Linked DNA regions of Mus musculus: region 2 is linked to region 1. The links are chromatin contacts, called in public Hi-C maps. All regions are on one chromosome and are shown on one strand. Each heading gives the region's core, a stretch centred on a gene start, on an enhancer-like site or on the middle of the called end of the contact. The rest is flanking DNA. Distances are from core to core; before and after follow the strand shown.

Region 1 (3,243 bases), core at 322-2,821:
TTGTGTTTAAAGGTAAAGACAAGATATATACTGTGTTCATGTTTTTTTTTTCTTTTCAAATTCTAACTACAGTTAGCAAGAGAAAAATAAGATTACACTGGGTAAAGGTTATCCAAATTGACATGTCAGAAATTGCATTGGTACCATGCCTTGAACACTGACTGGGTAAAATGCATTTGAAACAGTGCTTACCAAGAATCCAGCATATAGATAGAGTCAGCATTGTCGATACATTTGAAAAATCATTCTGCTCTGTGACTCAACTTTCTACTTTTTCTATTAGTCCACGCCCTCTGACTACAAATAGTAGGTCTTTCCTCGTGGCTATGTGGGATGTGAAAAATGCTTCTGAACTTTAAACACATTGAGAAGACTATTTGCTAAGTCTAAATTTCTGCCAAGATGTGAAACTTATCAGTAAGCTCAGGGGGAAGGAAAGGCACATGGGTGCAGTGGGGGTGAGGTAAGGAATTCTAAGTCAGATTAGACATTACTAGGACTTAGCATTGCAATCTATTTCCTACCTCCACCTACATCTCTGTTATCAGCATCTCCTCACACCACCACCAATCCTAGTAGTTGGCCAGCTCTCGACTCCAGATTGACCCTGGTTCAACTCTAGAGAAATAACACTAATGCCTAGTAACTGAAGGTCAAGATCAGCATTAACTGTTCATCACATGGCCAAACATTTGTTGCCAGCAGAAAGTATTTCAAAACAGTATCCAGGGTAAATTGGATTTACAGCAAACTTCACACCAAGAAAGCTGGGAAGAGAAGTCTACTTTGCAAATGTTCTGCAGTGTCAAACCTCAGCAGAATCCACAAACTTTTAAGTAACCTGCTGTTTAATTGGAGACATGACTGTTTGCATTAGCCTTTGAGTTCAAGTCATTTCCCATATTAACGATGCCAGGTTACAGTGTTTCAGTCTTAGGCACTCTCCATTACATCTAAACAATATTAGCAAAAACATGGGCTGCCTGTCATCACTTTATGCTAGGGCAACTGTAGAACTAACGGAAGAAAACAGCAAATAGGACTTGGGAGGAGGGGGTGGAATCTAATATCCTAAAATATAGTCACATGACAAATACCCCTCATTGTGTTTTATTTAGGAAAAACACAACAAACCCAGGATGTATAAAGAGAACTGATTTTCAACCAGAGATGTTACTTTAGATGTATAGTTTTTCCCAAATGCATCGTATTTGACAGTATATTCACTCCTCCTGGGGACAGAGAGAGGAATAATCTTTCTCTTGACATCATCTAAGACATTAAGTGTTTAATAAATGTTGATTTGATTTGAGACATTTGTTTTTTTTTTAAAGTTGAATGTATGTATTCTTGATTAAGCCCATATATGACCTTGATATTAGTGTTGTTTAAGTAAGAGCAAAACCACAGCAGAACTCCACGATCTCGTCATGGACCTGTTTCCCCAGGTCACAGTGGCCAAGTGCCAGGCAGCTGTCTCCTTTTATAGGAAGATCCTGCTGAGATGCCAGGAACAAGAGCACAGCCTTGCTCCTGTAACTCCTCCCAGCCTCCTCCTCTAACTTTAAAAGGGAATAGTTACTAAGAAGTAGACACTGTCGGGAGGAAGCAAGAGGCTGAAGGCTAAGGCTTAAGGGTCTAAATCATTTCTCTGCTAACAACTCTGGGATCATTTCAAAATTCACGTAGCTCTTTTACAAGCTGGTTACTTCCTCGTCTATAAACATATGAGGCTGGACTAAATCTCCCAGGCCTCTTCGAGTTCCCAAACCCCATAATTCAGACTGCCCATAAAAAAATAAATGTAACTCCGGATGCTCATTTTCCAAAAAGTGAAGTAGTCAAGGACCTGCTCTATTTCATTAACAAATACCCAAAAGTATCCAGAACTTTGTGGGTGCTTAATAAATATTAAACACTGAATTTTACCTTTCATCTGCAAAACAGGGTGAGTAATGCTGACTTAATTCCCAGAATTTCATGTGCGAAATAATAAATGAGAACAAAGCACTTTTCAGATAATGAAGTAATTCAAACAAGCTGCTTTAATAGGTCTGAGGTTGGGGTAGATGACGCAAGAGTAAAGTGCCTCTTTTATTATTACATCTGTGGAACACAACAGGCTTCTCTTTAGTTGCTTATCACCCATAAGCCTGATTTGAGTGAGTAGTCTCTACGCAAATGAACCTTTACCCTCATGTGGGTTTAGCCTTTATCACTTCTAAAAAATGGAGCTTTTTATCTTCATCTGATATCAAGAAGGAATCGGCTTAGGAATGCATCCCATCAACATTAACAGACTCTGCCCAAAGAAAATGCTTTCCAAAATTACCGATAAACTGCACACATGAGAAAATTACAAATTTTATAATCTTTATACTCAAAAATGAATACAGTTCAGATAATATTACTAAGAAAAACCTTGTACTTGGAAATGAATATAGTTCAGATACTGTTATTAAGGAAAATGATACTTTGCACTCTGTCTTCATGGAGGCACCCATGGTATATTTCATATTCTTAAATGCCTTTGCCTAATAAACTTTTATGTTCTATGTTTTTTTACAGTGTTCCAACAAAAGGCAGCCCGAAGACAATCTGATGGTGATAAGTTCTACAGTCTACCTAAGAAACCCGGTATTGATTAACTTCAACTTAGTTAACCACTAAGATTAGTTAAGATTTAAAGAAATCGTGGGGATCTGCAGGAGGCCTCGCAGGTCAGATACAAACAACTGAGTTTGATTGATTTAACTTTGAAGTTTGTATCTTATCCCAAAACAACTATGCCACAGTAAAATCAATTATTTTCATTAACAAGAACAGGAAAGGCCCCTCATCATATTGCCTGTGGGGATGTTGTTCTCATGGCACCAGGAAGGACAAATAAGACAAATTCCATAACTTGTATCAGAGGCCCCTTTTATAGATCTGTAAATGAGACTAGCTTGGGTGTTTCTTTAGTCAGCTGTAGACGCCAATCAAAGGTAGAACCATTTTCCTAGTGTGTTCTTGCTTTCAGCATTTGATGAAATACCTTAGGAACCATCATTTATCATGCGGAGTAGAGCTGAAGACCACTATAGTCACACCAACATGCCAAACCAGTGGAATCATTTTGACTTCTAGTATTCATTTGGACATTTGTCTTTTTCAAGAATAGACTCTATAGCCTAAATAGACCAAATAACCTAATATGCACTAACAATAGCCTAAATGTACTAAATAGCCTGTTAATAGCCT
Region 2 (3,569 bases), core at 403-2,902, 1.5 Mb before region 1:
TGCAGCAAACTACTTTATGAAGAAGGATTCTATGTAGCAAATCTTACAGATGAGTGAGTGAGAAAGTACACAAAAAGGAAAAGAAGCAAGAAGAAAGTGCGCATGTCTGGTTGGTGACCCTCTTGAAGTTGTGAGTCAGGGAAAAAAAAAAACTAAGAAAAAGAAAGAATGACAATCTGCTATGTTTTGACCCTAAATTATAGATATACCTATGTGTTGTTATGATCCTTTATCATATCAAATATTCAAATCACAACTTCCGGTGGACCTTACAAACTAATTATTTCTGGTGGGCCAGAACCAGCTGGTGGCTGGTCAGTAAATATGTATGTCAGAATACAGATTTACTGACTAAATGCATGCATGCATGGGCATCTTTGTATGTACTCTTTCAGTCATTAAAAATACTCAAGAACTGATCCAGAACCCTGACCAGCACAGGTACTCATTTCTAAGTTTGGGGCTAACCTTTAATTTATTTTATTGAATGCTGGTGGGGGGATGCTTTGCTTGTGCAATTTTAGTTGCACATAATACAATATCAATCTTTTTTATGTTTGCAAGATTAAAACTTTTTTTCCTATCTGGTTAATTATCTCCTTAGAATTTAGTAAGCTTGGCAGAGGCTGCCCTTTGGGGCTCATTAAGCCAAATTTCCACTTCAGGATTAGAAATGCAGCAAGAGGAGAGGACAGATGCATTCAGAGTCTGAGCTGGGAGCCCGCTTTGCTGAGAGTGCTTTGGATGCTCTGACACTGTAAGGAGAGAGCTGCCTTTGCACTGGGGCAAGCAGGGATCTGGAGTATTGGCACTAGCTATGTGGTGCAGAAGAGAGCCACCTACGATGCCTGGGATCCAGGCCTCAGGGCATTGGATTTCTGAGGGATGAAGAGCAGAGTCAGAAAGCTTAATGTTCTGAGCAGGCTGTCCCCAGCTTTGCTGGAGAAAGGGGCTCAGTTACAATTCCCTCTGGGTTGAAATCTGAGTTTTGATGGAACGCAAACTCTGTGCTGCTGTGTTAGTGCTGGGAAATGTTCTAGTCTCTAGGGTATTGGGATCTAAATCTTTCTACCAACTTGAAAGTCTCCCAAGAGTTTATGGAGTTGGAGGAAGAAGAGGAGGAGGAAGAGGAGGAGGAAGAGGAGGGGGAGGAGGAGGAGAAACAGCATACAAAGCCAGGAGGTTATTCTATTTAGACGCGACAATGACTCATGCTAGTTTGAAAATAGAATTTATAGTTTGCTGCCTTATAAAGGGGACTTTAATCTTCTGTGTAATTTTCATAGTTACTATTCTGTGAACTTCTTTGCAAGCAAACAGAATTGTTTTGCACCTGGATACAAAATGCCCCATGTCTTGAGAGCATGGTAACATGCCACTCTCTAATGAAAGGCCAGTTCCACCACAGGGAGGTCCATTTCCTAATCACAAAACAACTGACTTGTCATCCTTTCTTGGTCCCCAAAGACTGGATTTAAAAATGCCTCAGTGACCTGTCATTTTGCAGTTTTCGACTGTGTGGTGTGCAGCCGCCATATGAGGAATTGTCTCATCCTTTAAAACTGTTCTGTTTACTCGGGCTCTCACTGAAAGTGCATCTCCATGGGAATTTATGGAGGCTTCCAGCCCCAGCCTGCTGCCCGCCTCTCAGCTTTGGCTTCTCTGCAGGTTCCTTTTATTGGTTTTTGGCAGGTTGCTGAGGGCATATGTTTTACACTTTGCTGCTCTGATTTGTGAGAATCTGCTGACATCCAAGAAAGTGCTACGAAAACCTGTTGCTCATATCCAAGGATATGTGTTTTATGGCAAATCCACAGAGCTCAAGTTTCTTGACAACACATCTTATTTATGGAGAAACAAATGCAGACAGTATTGTACAGGGCTGTGGTGCCACCCTTCTGAGAAGACCTTTGGCTGTGTGTGTGTGTGTGTGTGTGTATGTGTGTGTGTCTGTGTGTACGCGTGCACATGCACAATGGGGCACAGGTTTTGTTTGTCTCTGTGTCAGGCTTTTGGTGAACATTTCCTCTTTTATGTATTTTGGAGAAAGTTTTCCCATTGCTGCCAGCTGTCATTTGCTAGCATACACCATATGCCAAAAACCATGCACTGACTTTTTACTGGAAGATTGCAAGAGAAATGTTACTGCCTCCTGCTGAAGAGGGGAAAAAAAAAAAACAAAAAAAAACAACTAAGGTTTATTGGAGTTAAGCAACATTTGCAGTGTTTTATGGACCAATGAAACCAAGGTGCAAAACTTGGTATGCTTTGCCTCTGAAGTTAATGCTTTTATTCCCCATAAAAGGCAGGAGATTATTTTTTTTTGTATTTTTAATGCTATTTTAAAATAAATTATTAAACTTGCACAATATCACATAGATCCTGTCATGATTCGACCTCACTTCTTCCCTCTATAGACTCTAGACTAGTCTATTTTCAGTGAGGGGTGACTTTGCTTCTCCAGGGAAGACTTTCCAAGGTCTGGAGCCATTTTTATTGACACGTTGGGTAAATGTAGAGCACATGACACCTATTGGGTAGAGATAGAGGGAGACAGAACTTCTGCTTAGCATTCTGGAACATACACAGCTCCTCCAAAATGCTAGTCCTGCTGGGGCTGAGGTGTTTTGGAGGAAAAAAAGTAATAAAAACAGGAAATAGTCTTGATATTGTACCATAATTTTAGTGATGGTTGGGAGATTGTATTATCTGTTCTAAATACTTTCTGCTATTTCACTTTTACTGGGGTTTTCTACATGGTAGAGTTATCCCTTGGCTGGCAGTTTGTTTTCTTTGATGAAGAAAGTATAGGAGCAGATTAGATCTTCCCAAGATTAGGAAGCCATTGTGTGGTGTTGACATCCTTTCCGTGAGCAGATCATGAGGCTCCAGCCAGAGCTGCCTCCACTTCATCTAAAGACACCATGGAGGACAGAGCCAGCCTACTCAGAAAGCATAGGTGTTATAACAAAAACTGCACTTCTTTTGATATTTGGATGGTTTATCACTGCAGCATAGTTTACACGATTGTTATTTCAAAAGATAAGGTTAAGGTTCAATTGTAGTGCAAGAGAACCTGGAAGGAAAGATTTGAGTCAGGGTACACCAGTCAGAAAATACTGGGTTTTAATTTGATGAATTGGAAGTTTGGTGAGGGTGAGAAAGAACATCTAGGAGCAGAGGGGATAGCTACTTAGATGTGGCTAACTGAGGGATCCAGAGATCCCAGTCTGGCTGTGATAATAGTCTTAATAAGAGGGGCAGGAGACTTATCATCGAGTCTATGTAAACAAAACCATGCAAGCATATGTGAGAAATGCACAGACACACACATATGAAGCTCATTGAAAGATAAGATCAAGAGTTTGAGAGGGGCTATCTTAGGAGATGATGCTGCATCAGAATATATTTTGGAATGGATATGACCTACTTCTCTAGGGTTGTTAAATGTGGGAACAGTTGGTCTATTGAGTGAGGGATAGTGTGACTGACCCTGGGGATCTGGAGAATGGGAATTGTGGTATGAATTTGGGCATTCTCTAGGTAAAGTGCAGTGTGGCCATTATCCA

What was found. Hi-C and Micro-C count contacts between places; a contact is called where the count stands out from the background.
Region 2: a contact with region 1 is called in a Hi-C map of uterus, with 11 times the contacts expected there. The contact joins two enhancer-like sites. A contact is called at or near these places in 3 of 39 promoter capture datasets (the 3T3-L1 cell line, the SN4741 cell line and hippocampal neurons) and 1 of 484 Hi-C or Micro-C datasets (uterus).

Annotation. Positions count from the first base shown.
Region 1 is chr3:136,082,564-136,085,806 of GRCm38.p6, reverse strand. Bank1 (B cell scaffold protein with ankyrin repeats 1) reads left to right here. Exons shown (of 17, transcript NM_001033350.3): 11 at 2,569-2,637. Among named protein-coding and RNA genes, the nearest start is that of Gm31243, 180 kb to the right of the region's middle. Within about 2 kb of position 1,571, at least 10 of the 459 cell types and tissues checked have an H3K27ac peak or open chromatin away from gene starts, as enhancers often do. A contact at or near this core is called in uterus, where this site is marked.
Region 2 is chr3:137,559,409-137,562,977 of GRCm38.p6, reverse strand. No RefSeq gene overlaps it. Among named protein-coding and RNA genes, the nearest start is that of Gm4861, 8.5 kb to the right of the region's middle. Within about 2 kb of position 1,652, at least 41 of the 459 cell types and tissues checked have an H3K27ac peak or open chromatin away from gene starts, as enhancers often do. A contact at or near this core is called in uterus, where this site is marked.